Linked DNA regions of Sus scrofa: region 1 is linked to region 2. A link is a contact called in public HiChIP or PLAC-seq data. All regions are on one chromosome and are shown on one strand. The core of a region is the stretch at or near the end of the contact, and the rest is flanking DNA. Distances in the headings are between cores, read along the strand shown. Region 1 has its middle 330 kb from the start of NRP1. Region 2 holds the start of NRP1 (neuropilin-1).

Region 1 (4,888 bases), core at 206-2,705, 330 kb after region 2:
AACCCCTCGAATATCCATGAGGACGCAGGTTCGATCCCTGGTCTCTCTCAGTGGGTTGAGGATCCAGCATTGCTGAGAGCTGCGGTGTCGGATCCCACAGACGTGGCTTGGATCCTGTGTCGCTGTGGCTGTGGTGTAGGCTGCAGCTGTGGTACCAATTCGACCCCTAGCCTGGGAACTTCCATATACCAGGGGTGCAGCTCTAAAAAAATGACCCGAAAAAGAGAGAGAACAATAATTTTAATTCTCTTGACCTGCCAGTTCATGGGTCTAAAGTATAAACTTTTTGAAGACAAGGCGAGTTGAGGTCAGTAGAACCCTGGTGATAAAATGAGGCAGTTACCCAAAGATGTGGAATCCCTGAGATAATGCATCTACCAAAAAAGAGCATCTGTATTTGGGAAGCCTGGCCCAAGTAGTACTTCTCAGATCTCTCATCATTGCCGATTCACCCTAGGTTACCGGCTACCCTGGGCCAGGGAGCGTTGTTCACTTGTCTCCGACAGGTGTCTGGTGAAGCACAGAGGCTGTGGGGACGGAGGGCTGGCATATATCCTGATAGAGGCCAATCGGTGCTGAACCACAAGCGCTGGTGCTCAGCCCTGCCCTTAAGACATTCAAAGCACCAACCAGAGCGCTCGCTTGGTGCTAAAAAACCATGATAGACACTTGAGACGAGAAGCCTTCGCATGTGCTCTACACCCCGGGCCTGGCACGCTTCCATCCTTGGTGGAATCTCTCGTTTCTCAGCTACTCTCTGAAGCCTAAGTGTGAAAAAGTCAGTATGCCTGAATTGAATTTTTAGATTGCTCTGCGTCAATACACATTTGTTTGTTTTCAAAATCAACGGCAAATGCAACAGTAAATACGTGGGCTGCTCAGTTGTGCAGTCTTGCCTCCCGCCTTGTGCTAAAGCGGGGTTCAGTCCGTTCATTTCTGGATTGAGCTGCGGTTGCACGAAGTGAAGTTAAATGATTTTCCCCATAGAAAACAAGCCTGGATGTCTGTGCACCCCTCTGTGTGTGTGGGTGTGTGTGTACCTTTGGGTAGCTGTTTCCACATAGCTCAGAAATTACTGAGACAATCATGAAGTGAGGCATACAACGGCAGTGTACCCAGTTTTGTCTGGGGCTGGCAGAGCCACTGGGAAGCCCATGTTTTGTCCCGATGTTGAAGTTGCAGTCTGTCCTGTCCACAAGCTGGAGAAAGTTCTAATCCCCCAAAGAAGCAAGCATGTGGGGAAAGCCTGACTGGGTTGAATATCAGAAATTTTGTTTCCAATTAGTTCCACAAATCCCATGGATATAGTCCAGAGTTTTAAAAACAATCCAGAAATATGCAAATGTTAACAAAATCCGTAACTTAATAAAGATGAAATCCTTCGTGATTTTTGAAAAGAATGTCTTCCTAACCAAGCGGTGGAAGAAGTACCAGCTGTTCTTCTTGAGTGAGGGTGAGATGGGGTCCTCAGATCCCTCGGGCGCACCTGCTCCGGGGGCAGATTATAGTAAAAGGCGTCTGTATACTAAAATTAGGTATCTATTTTTTTCTTTTTTTCTTTTTATAGCCACACCCTTGGCAAAAGGAAGTGCCCAGGCGAGGGGTCAAATCGGAGTTGCAGCTGCCTTCCTGCACCACAGCCGCAGCAATGAGGGATCTGAACCGTGTGTGCGAACTGCGCCATAGCTCACGGCAATGCCAGGGATCGAACCCGCGTCCTCATGGACACTGTCACGTCCTTAACTTGCTGAGCCATGGCAGGAACTCCAACGTTAGGCATGATTTTAATCTTATTCAGTAGGTACCACAAGGGAATCAGGGAAAGACAATGGGGACAGGTGGCAAGGGAGAAGATGCCTGGAGACCTAGACAGAGGCCACTGCAGCAGCTCGACAGCGGTGGTGCAGCCAAAGCTGTGGTTCAGCACAGGGAAGGTGGGGAGAGGCCCCAAGTCCCACTCGTCAGCCTGCCCTGAGGATGGGACATCCCACGCAGAGCCAAGATCAAGGGTTTGGGTCTAACAGCCTGTTTCTTCCATAGCTCACATCAAACCTACACCTGACTACAATGCAGTATCTTAAAAAACACAGACAAAACAGCAGGGACATTTCCCACTGAAAGGGGAGGAATTTGACTTGTACGTAACTCCAGGGCCCTGGAAAACTCAGGGCAGAGGGGGTGCTTTAGTGTTCAGATGACCCTGACCTGGGAAGGGGTGGGTGTGTGTCTTCTCAAGGCTCCCTTGAGATCGGGCAGGGCTTCCAGGATGCCCTCCATCCAGACTTGGCGAGCAGGAGCCCAGAAGGTGGTCCTGCTCCCATGGCAGGAGAGAGGAAACTGCACTCAGCCGGGCACTCGGGGGTGGGCTGCCACAGGGACTAAAAGGGCTGCTGCCAGTAAAGGCGCCATCAGGTTGGAGGTCCACCCGGCAGGTCAGAGGCCGGAGGACCAGACGACTGATGCTCTATTTCCAAGAACGCCCGTCTCTTCCGTCATCCTCTGGTGCTGTGTTCTGCTCAGCATATGCTTTTCATCATTTTGTGTGGATGGAAACCACCTAAGAAAGACATTTTTTTAAATGTTAGGAAATTGCCCAAGAAGGGCAAAGCCTCTAGAACCCACCGGCACTGGCCATCATTTGAATATCACACCAGGGTTCAACTAGTGGGGACGGGGGTGAGACTGACATCATGACCTGATATGAGGAACACAACGGGGCCGAAGAGCGAGATTGAAGGCAAAGGTCTCTCGCCTTCTCTGTGAATAGCTGTCCCGTTTCCCATAGATGCATCCCCATAACCTCGGCCTCTTGCCGCCATCCAGAGATGGAATCTTCTATTTGTCTCTCATGATAAAGTTCATCACTTTTTTTTTTTAATTTTTAAAAATTGTGTTAACTTTGACTCAGGTAATAGAATTCTGCAGCCTGCTGACTTGTGAAAAGAGTAAGACAGCTGTTTTCATGTGTTAAAAAGAACTTGGATCGACAGTTCACATAATCTACTGTGAACGTTTCCCCCCCACTGTGGGTAGATAAGTATGTTTGGCTTGAGCTGTTAAATCTCTACATTTGCACGTCCGTATTGCTCTGCAATAAGCTGCAGAGAACTCAGTGTCCACGTTCCGGACGGGCACTTTCTCCCAAGGTCAAAATCATCTTCAGAACCAAAAGCACATCTTCATGTTCTCCTCTCAGCCAACAGGAACACCCCTGCGTGCCATTGATAAGACGTGGACAGAGCTGGCCCTGCAGTCCTGAAGCGACGTGTGTTCACCAGTGAGCACAACTGCCATCCAGCAGCCGTGAGAGCAGAGCTGAGAACTTCCTGCCCTCTAGGGAGAAGGGGAAGCTGCCTTGTGTTAGAGGCCAGCCAGCAAGCCACAGGCAGGAAATGCTGACTGTGTTCTCGGAGTTTGCAAAAGGCCCAACAGGAGGGCCACCTCGGAAAAAGAAGCATACACTGCAGATGAAAGGGGAAAGATGTCAACTTGACGGAAGGAAGATGATCTGTGGTCCAGGATTCAAGAGGCTGAAACGGCGTACCACACTTGGCAGTTGCTATGACAACAGCAGCGAGTGCTTGCTGGGTACCTCGATCCTGATCCCAAGAGCTTTTCTGCTGCCTTTTAAAAACAGGTAAGTCGGAGTTCCCGTCGTGGCACAGTGGTTAACGAATCCGACTAGGAACCATGAGGTTGTGGGTTCGATCCCTGGCCTTGCTCAGTGGGTTAAGGATCCGGTGTTGCCGTGAGCTGTGGTGTAGGTCACAGACTCGGCTCGGATCCCGCGTTGCTGTGGCTCTGGCGTAGGCCGGCGGCTACAGCTCCAATTAGACCCCTAGCCTGGGAACCTCCATATGCTGCAGGAGTGGCCCAAGAAATGGCAAAAAGACAAAAAAACAAAAACAAAAACAAAACATGTAAGTAATAAATAAATATATAATATGTAAATAAGATAATGATGTAATAGTGCAACATTCAAAGTAAATCCAAAGCAATAAATACATGAATAAAATGCATAAGTAATAAACTCTAATTATCCAAATTTTATTTATTTATTTATTTTTTGGGGGGGTGTCTTTTTGTCTTTCCTAGGACTGCACCCGTGGCATATGTGGAGGTTCCCAGGCTAAGGGTCTAATTGGAGCTATAGCCGCCGGCCTACGCCAGAGCCACAACAATGCCAGATCCGAGCCGCATCTGCGACCTACACTACAGCTCACGGCAACACCGGATCCTTAACCCACTGAGCGAGGCCAGGCATTGAACTGGCAACCTCATGGTTCCTAGTCGGGTTCGTTAACCACTGAGCCATGACAGGAACTCCATAATTATCCAAATTTTAAATATTACAAATAAAACTGAAGTTCCTCCCAATTGCACTTTCTCCCTGCAACGTCTACTTTCTGTTTTGAAATGTGTGTAATACAATAGTTAATTTTCCCTGTACTTTTTCAGACCTTTATTTATACACAGGCAAACTCACACACACTCACACACACAGTGCATCTGGTGGGTAGCATTCTATTTATGTGCAATAGTTCCTACGATATGTATTATTCTATATTTACTGTTTTTCTTTTCAAAAACATTCATCTTGCTTATCTTTCCATGTCTCTATATATTGACCCACCTTTTGCAAAGTATTCCAAACATTCCATGACATGAATCTGAAAGAGTTAATTCCCCCCTTGTAGATATGCTGTTTCTAACTTTCTCTGTGACGGTGCTGAAAGTACCAACTCACAGCAGTAGGGTATGAAGAACTCATTGCCTCCAGCGCTTGCCCATAGCTGGTGTCATCACGGGGTGGTTTAAGAACAAAGCGGAAGCCTGGTCTGTCCTGGGTGATGTGATCATTCACTTATCAAAAGGCAGAAGAACAGAG
Region 2 (5,152 bases), core at 2,141-4,640:
AAATCTAAGCCAGACAAAAGTAAATATTTGATAATTAGTTAATAATAATTGCAGAAGACTCCCTGTAAAGATAATGCCATCCCCTTCCTCCACCAACGTTACAGTGGAAGTCAAACATGCCTACAACCAGATCCCATTTTTAAACACATTATTTAGATTATGGGATACTGTTTATAACCCAGCACGGTCTTCCATTTACTTAACAGTGAGTGGTTTTAAAAGCTAAGTGGAAGCTGCAACTAGGTTAGGGATTTTCAGATATCCTGGTGCCTAGCACTGTATATATCGGATTCCTTTATTGACACGCTGTAACTTTCATTCATACTCCAGATGGATCGCGGCCGATTTGCAAAAGCGGAGGAGGGAGTTCCATCCACCAGCAAACCGCTCTCTCCTGCAGGCACCCACTAGAGGAAACAGTTCGGAGGAGCTGCCAGAGAACCAGGAAGTTCTCCCGGTAAAGTGTTCGTTCATTAACTTTCAACAGCCATCAGATTTTTGAAAGGGAGTCTCATCTAATTGCCTTTGGGAGGAAACATTATTAAGATAATTGGTGTGCTGATATGGCAAGGTAGGCAGTTCTGCCGTGTAGCAGAGGTAGGAAAAGCCCCGCAGCCAAACAACCAACTTCAGGAGGGAGCCCGAGCACTTGCAATCTCCCTGCCCTCCACCGACAGACCTTATTTCTTTATTCTTTCCGCCTGGATAAAAGTTTCCTTCGCGCGGGAAGCCGCTCTTCCCGGTGGATCCAGGCAGCTCGGCGCGGGTCCGGCGGCCGGACGCAGGCAGCCGGAGCCGGGCTCACCCCCGCGGCCGCGCGCCTCCGCCTGTCACTTACCGTTGCGAAGAGCGCCGGCCGCGCCGAGGGCCAGGGCGAGCGCGGCGCACAGGAGCGGCAGCCCCCTCTCCATCCTCCCTTCGCCGGGTCCTCGGGCAGGCGCGGGAGAACCGAACGTGCGGGGAAAACAGAGCGCCGGGGCGATCTCCACAATCCGGAGCGTTTCCACTCCGCCCAGAGCTGTAAAATCCTCAGTCCGTCTTGGAGAAAGGAAAGCGGCGAGGCACTGCCTTGATCCGAGAGAAACGCTCCTCTTTTTGTGTCTCAAGTCGCCTGCATCCTGTCATTTAGCTCCGGTTTCCTCTCTCTTTTCCCACACTTGTTCCTCTTCCAGGAGTCACTGCCCGGGCCATGTCTCAAAAAAAAGGGGGGAGTGGGAGGGGGGAAGAGGGAGGTAGGGAAACACACACCAACGCCAATTTCCAGAAAGAAGAGAGAAAAAAAATCCGGCTTGTTTCTGGACCCGTTGGGGCCGAGGAGCTGGCGCCCAGGGGAGGTCCGGGGTGTCTGCACGGAGGAGAGGAGCAAGCAATGAAAAGATGAGCGGGAGACGGAGGAGTTTCACCAACTGCACCCCCGCCTCCCCCACCTCCTCCGCCCCCTCCCCTTCTGGAGCCCTTCCCTCCCTTCCTCCCGCCCCTCTCCCCGCACGGGCTCGCCAGCAATTGCCTGACAGGAGACCCGGAGGAACAAGTTTCCCTCCGTGTGCGTTCCCCATCCGTCTGTCCGTCTCTCCGCAGGCCCTGCAGGGCTCTCCCCGGTGAAGGGAGACGCCGGGGGATCTGCCCAGGGCGGGAGAGCGGGTGTGTTTGGGAGGGGGCTTCGAGGTCTTGGCAGCGCCAGGGTCGGGCTAGCCCACCTCGGCGTGATCGCTCGGGCTCCAGGGGAGAGCTGAGCAGCTCGCCCAGGATCTCGGGCTCTGCCGCCGAGGCAGGCGGCGCGCCCGGGAGGTGGTGGCGGCTTCTCCCAACTCCGAACCCCCGGGAGGCGCTCGCGGCGGCGGGGTCGTGACCTGGGGCAGGAGCAGCAGGGCGCCCCGGGCTCTGTGGGCGAGTCCCTAAGGGGCTGGGGAAACCTCGGCTGGGGTGGGGGACGCACCCCGTGTTGCTGCCACGTAGAGCCGAGTCAGAAGACTCGCGCGGGAGAGGCTGGGCTGCAGAACCACCCGGCTTCCCTACTGGGTATCGGGGCGCGCGGCTGGGCGCCTGGCGTGCCCGGGTGCCCGTCGCGCGCCGCGGGCTCCATTGTTACCCGAGATACAGTGCCCTCTCCTCCGGGGCAGAGGGGACGCCACAGGGTAGGAGGCAATGCGCCTTCCAGCTAGGGGGCAGTCGTCGCCTGACCCCGCCCAGCCTTCTGACTGAGAACCCAGGTGCTCCGGGTTTGGAAATTAGGGGTCCGGTGGCCGCGGTTTGTGTGCATCCCGGACCAGCGAGAACGGGGGCGGGAGTTGCTCTTGGCAGGACTCTCACGGCGCCCGCTCGGGCCACAGGCCATTGTCACGCCGGCCCTCCAGCTCCTGCCCACCCCCGCCTCCTAAGGCGGCGCGTCCTCACTGTGGGTTGGATGCCCCCCAGTTCCATCCCCGAGGACTTTCCGGGAACTGCTGCAGAAAGCCTCTGCGGATATGAATAGCAAGGACATCTCAGGGAACAAACAGGTTTTGGCCGCAGATCAGGCCCTTGAGAGGGGTAGATGCCCGCGGAGGAGTTCGCAGGGAAGGTGAAAAGGTCAGACACCTTCTGGAAACCGCGCTTCTGTGCACACCCCAAAGCAGAGCCCTATTCCTACCTGGCGCAAAGAGCTGGCAAAAAAAAAAAAAAAAAAAAAAAAAAAAGATTTAGGAATGTTGGCAAGGAGACCCTGGTCAAAGGTTTTGGCGGAAGAACTGGGGGCGGGAAGGGAGAGAGGCAGCCCAGGGCGCGCGGGCCCCAAGCTAGGGCTCGGCGGTGGCGGTCGCGGCTGGACGCCCGTGACGCGCGCTGGTTGGGGCGCAGGCGGGCCCTTGGCCGCGCGGAGCTGCACCCCGGGTTCGCCGCCTGCGCCCGGGGAAGTCCCCGCCTCCAAGTTGGAGACCAGCCCCCTGGGTGCTGCGAGTCGCCCTCCCTCTCGAGCGCCTTTTCGCCCTCACCGGTTTCCTCCTGCTCTGCTCTGAGACCCCCACGCCGGGTGGGAAGGTGGCTGAACTAGGCCGGGAGTCCAACGCCGGGGTGGAGCGGAAGGGGCAGTGGCGGGGCGAGAGGGGGCGCCAGTCGCGCCTTGCGCAGACCCGGGGGAGCCGGCGCCGCGGAGGGAAGCCCAGGCGCTTGGCGACCGCGGGCGCGCGACGCCTCCCCCCAGCCTTCCTCTCAGTTCCCGGAGCACCCCCGCCAGTCCCAGTGCCCGGCTGCTCGGGACGAGCGGCGTCATCAGATTTGGCGCGACCCCGGGCGACCTCAGCCCAAGGCTCGGAGGGAGAGGCGCCTCTCCGAACCTGGCGGGTCGACAGAGAAGAGGAAAGCCGGCGGCACAGCTCGGGGGCGTCCTGGAGTCACGGACGCCCACCCCCTTCCTAGTGGGAACTACGCGGCCACGCGCGCACCGGGGACCGGTTTTGACCCGTCGCTGCCTCCGCGGGGTGAGCGAGGGGGCATAGGCGAAGACTTGAGCTGTGTTGTTTTTAGAAAACTGCCGCCAATCTCTCTTCCCCTTTCCCTGCTGAGTGTGCATTTCCCAGCCTGTACCCACCAGGCTGACAAAGTCACCAGACCTTGCACTCAGGGAGGCACTACCCCCGCTCGGCAACCTCGCCCTCGCCGCCTTCCCGCGCCCTCCCGCCTTTCCCAGGGATAGGCTCCTCCCTCGGGCCCAGGCGCAGAAAACCCTTGTCTCTTTTCTTGCTCACTCGTTGAGCATTTTGCCAGCCTTTCTCCAACCAACTAACAAGACACGCAGTATGTACTCTGGGGGAAATATCGTATTTAAGTTATGCCTCTGATTTTTCTGGTCTTAGCTGATCTGAGGCTTTTCTCGACTCCGGAGTTTACACACGTAGTGCTGGGTAATGGGAGCCCTACCGCACTGATTGATAATTGCCTGCTAGTGGGTTGGTACGGAGCAAATTGTCCTTGCTAACAACCTCTTTCCTCTGCTGCTGGATCCCACTAAGTGCCGAAAAGGGTCAGTTTTAGATTTCTGCAGTTTCCCGGCAAGGGAGACAGACCGACCTATATGTGAGGGTAAGTTATAGACAGAGGAAGAATTTGGCAGTCTTCCTAGGTTGATTTGATTTTGGTCTCCTGAGCACATCACTCTTCCCACCATCACAAATCCCAGACCAGGTGGGACCCTGTTCCACTAAAGGGCAGATGGATCACCATACTTCCCAGATGCCAGGCAGAGGCCTCGGATGGGCGATGCCCTGCTCCGTGGACTCCCAGGAAGGGGTTATTACATGAAGAAAGCCTGAGCTGGGCTGGGACCTAGGCCCATCATTAAGAACAGACTGGGTGGTAAATGTATGGTTTCTTTCATCAAGCCCTCATCAATTTGTCAGAAATAAGGTGAGATCCACTGCTCCCAGAAGGCTGTTTGAGCCACTAACTTCCTCAAAGTATTTCAGGTTGGTGCATATGGAGATGCAGGTTGGTATTTCAGAACTATATCAAATCTTAGTCAAGTTTTTTTTTAAAGCATCAAATCCACATATTTCAGCATATTTTTAGTAGGAGCTAACCTACATCTGAAATGTAAAAAATGAAAGAAGTGAAACAGAAAAGATTAAAAATTGGAATTTAGGTTAATTTCCCATTATTCAAAAGATTTTGGTTAAAAATGGCACTTCTGTTAAATGACTCTATTGTTCAAGGGGTGTCTTGGACCTCATGTAGAGCTGTCTCCTTTATTTGGACTGGCAGAGGAAAGAAGAAAATGAACAAATAAACTTTTACTTTCTGATCCTTCATTTTGGGCCTTTTAAAAGGTACCTTGAAAATTCTTCAAATGTTGGAGAAAAGACAGTCATCTAAAAATTAAAACAAAGTTACAATGTAAACTTTCTGGAATGCAGAACATTTGTTTGATAACAAGATGTAGGAAGACAATGCTAAATTTTGACATATGTGAATAGATTCAAAAGATTTGTTGGTATTAGACATTAGGGCCAGAACTTGAAAAATATTATTTGTCTGAAAGAATAATCATAGATTATTCTGCGTTGTTGAATTATTTTTTCATTATAAAAATTAAAATAATAATAACCAGTAGAAACACTTATCAAAGCAATAACAACATCATTAGAACATATTCACCTTTCGAAAGGACTATTTTTAAGTA

Evidence for each region. HiChIP or PLAC-seq counts read pairs in DNA pulled down with a chosen protein or histone mark.
Region 1: a contact with region 2 is called in an H3K27ac HiChIP or PLAC-seq map of skeletal muscle. The contact joins the enhancer-like site here to the promoter of NRP1 in region 2. A contact is called at or near these places in 2 of 5 promoter capture datasets (fetal skeletal muscle and skeletal muscle), 6 of 47 Hi-C or Micro-C datasets (adipose tissue, brain, embryonic fibroblasts and 3 more) and 2 of 2 datasets of contacts at active chromatin or transcription factors (alveolar macrophages and skeletal muscle).

The regions. Positions count from the first base shown.
Region 1 is chr10:56,757,051-56,761,938 of Sscrofa11.1, forward strand. No RefSeq gene overlaps it. Among named protein-coding and RNA genes, the nearest start is that of NRP1, 330 kb to the left of the region's middle. Within about 2 kb of position 1,456, at least 4 of the 83 cell types and tissues checked have an H3K27ac peak or open chromatin away from gene starts, as enhancers often do. A contact at or near this core is called in skeletal muscle, where this site is marked.
Region 2 is chr10:56,427,442-56,432,593 of Sscrofa11.1, forward strand. It overlaps NRP1 (neuropilin-1), which reads right to left and starts at 3,391. Exons shown (of 18, transcript XM_021064971.1): 1 at 2,970-3,391; 2 at 839-1,345. The coding sequence starts at 911.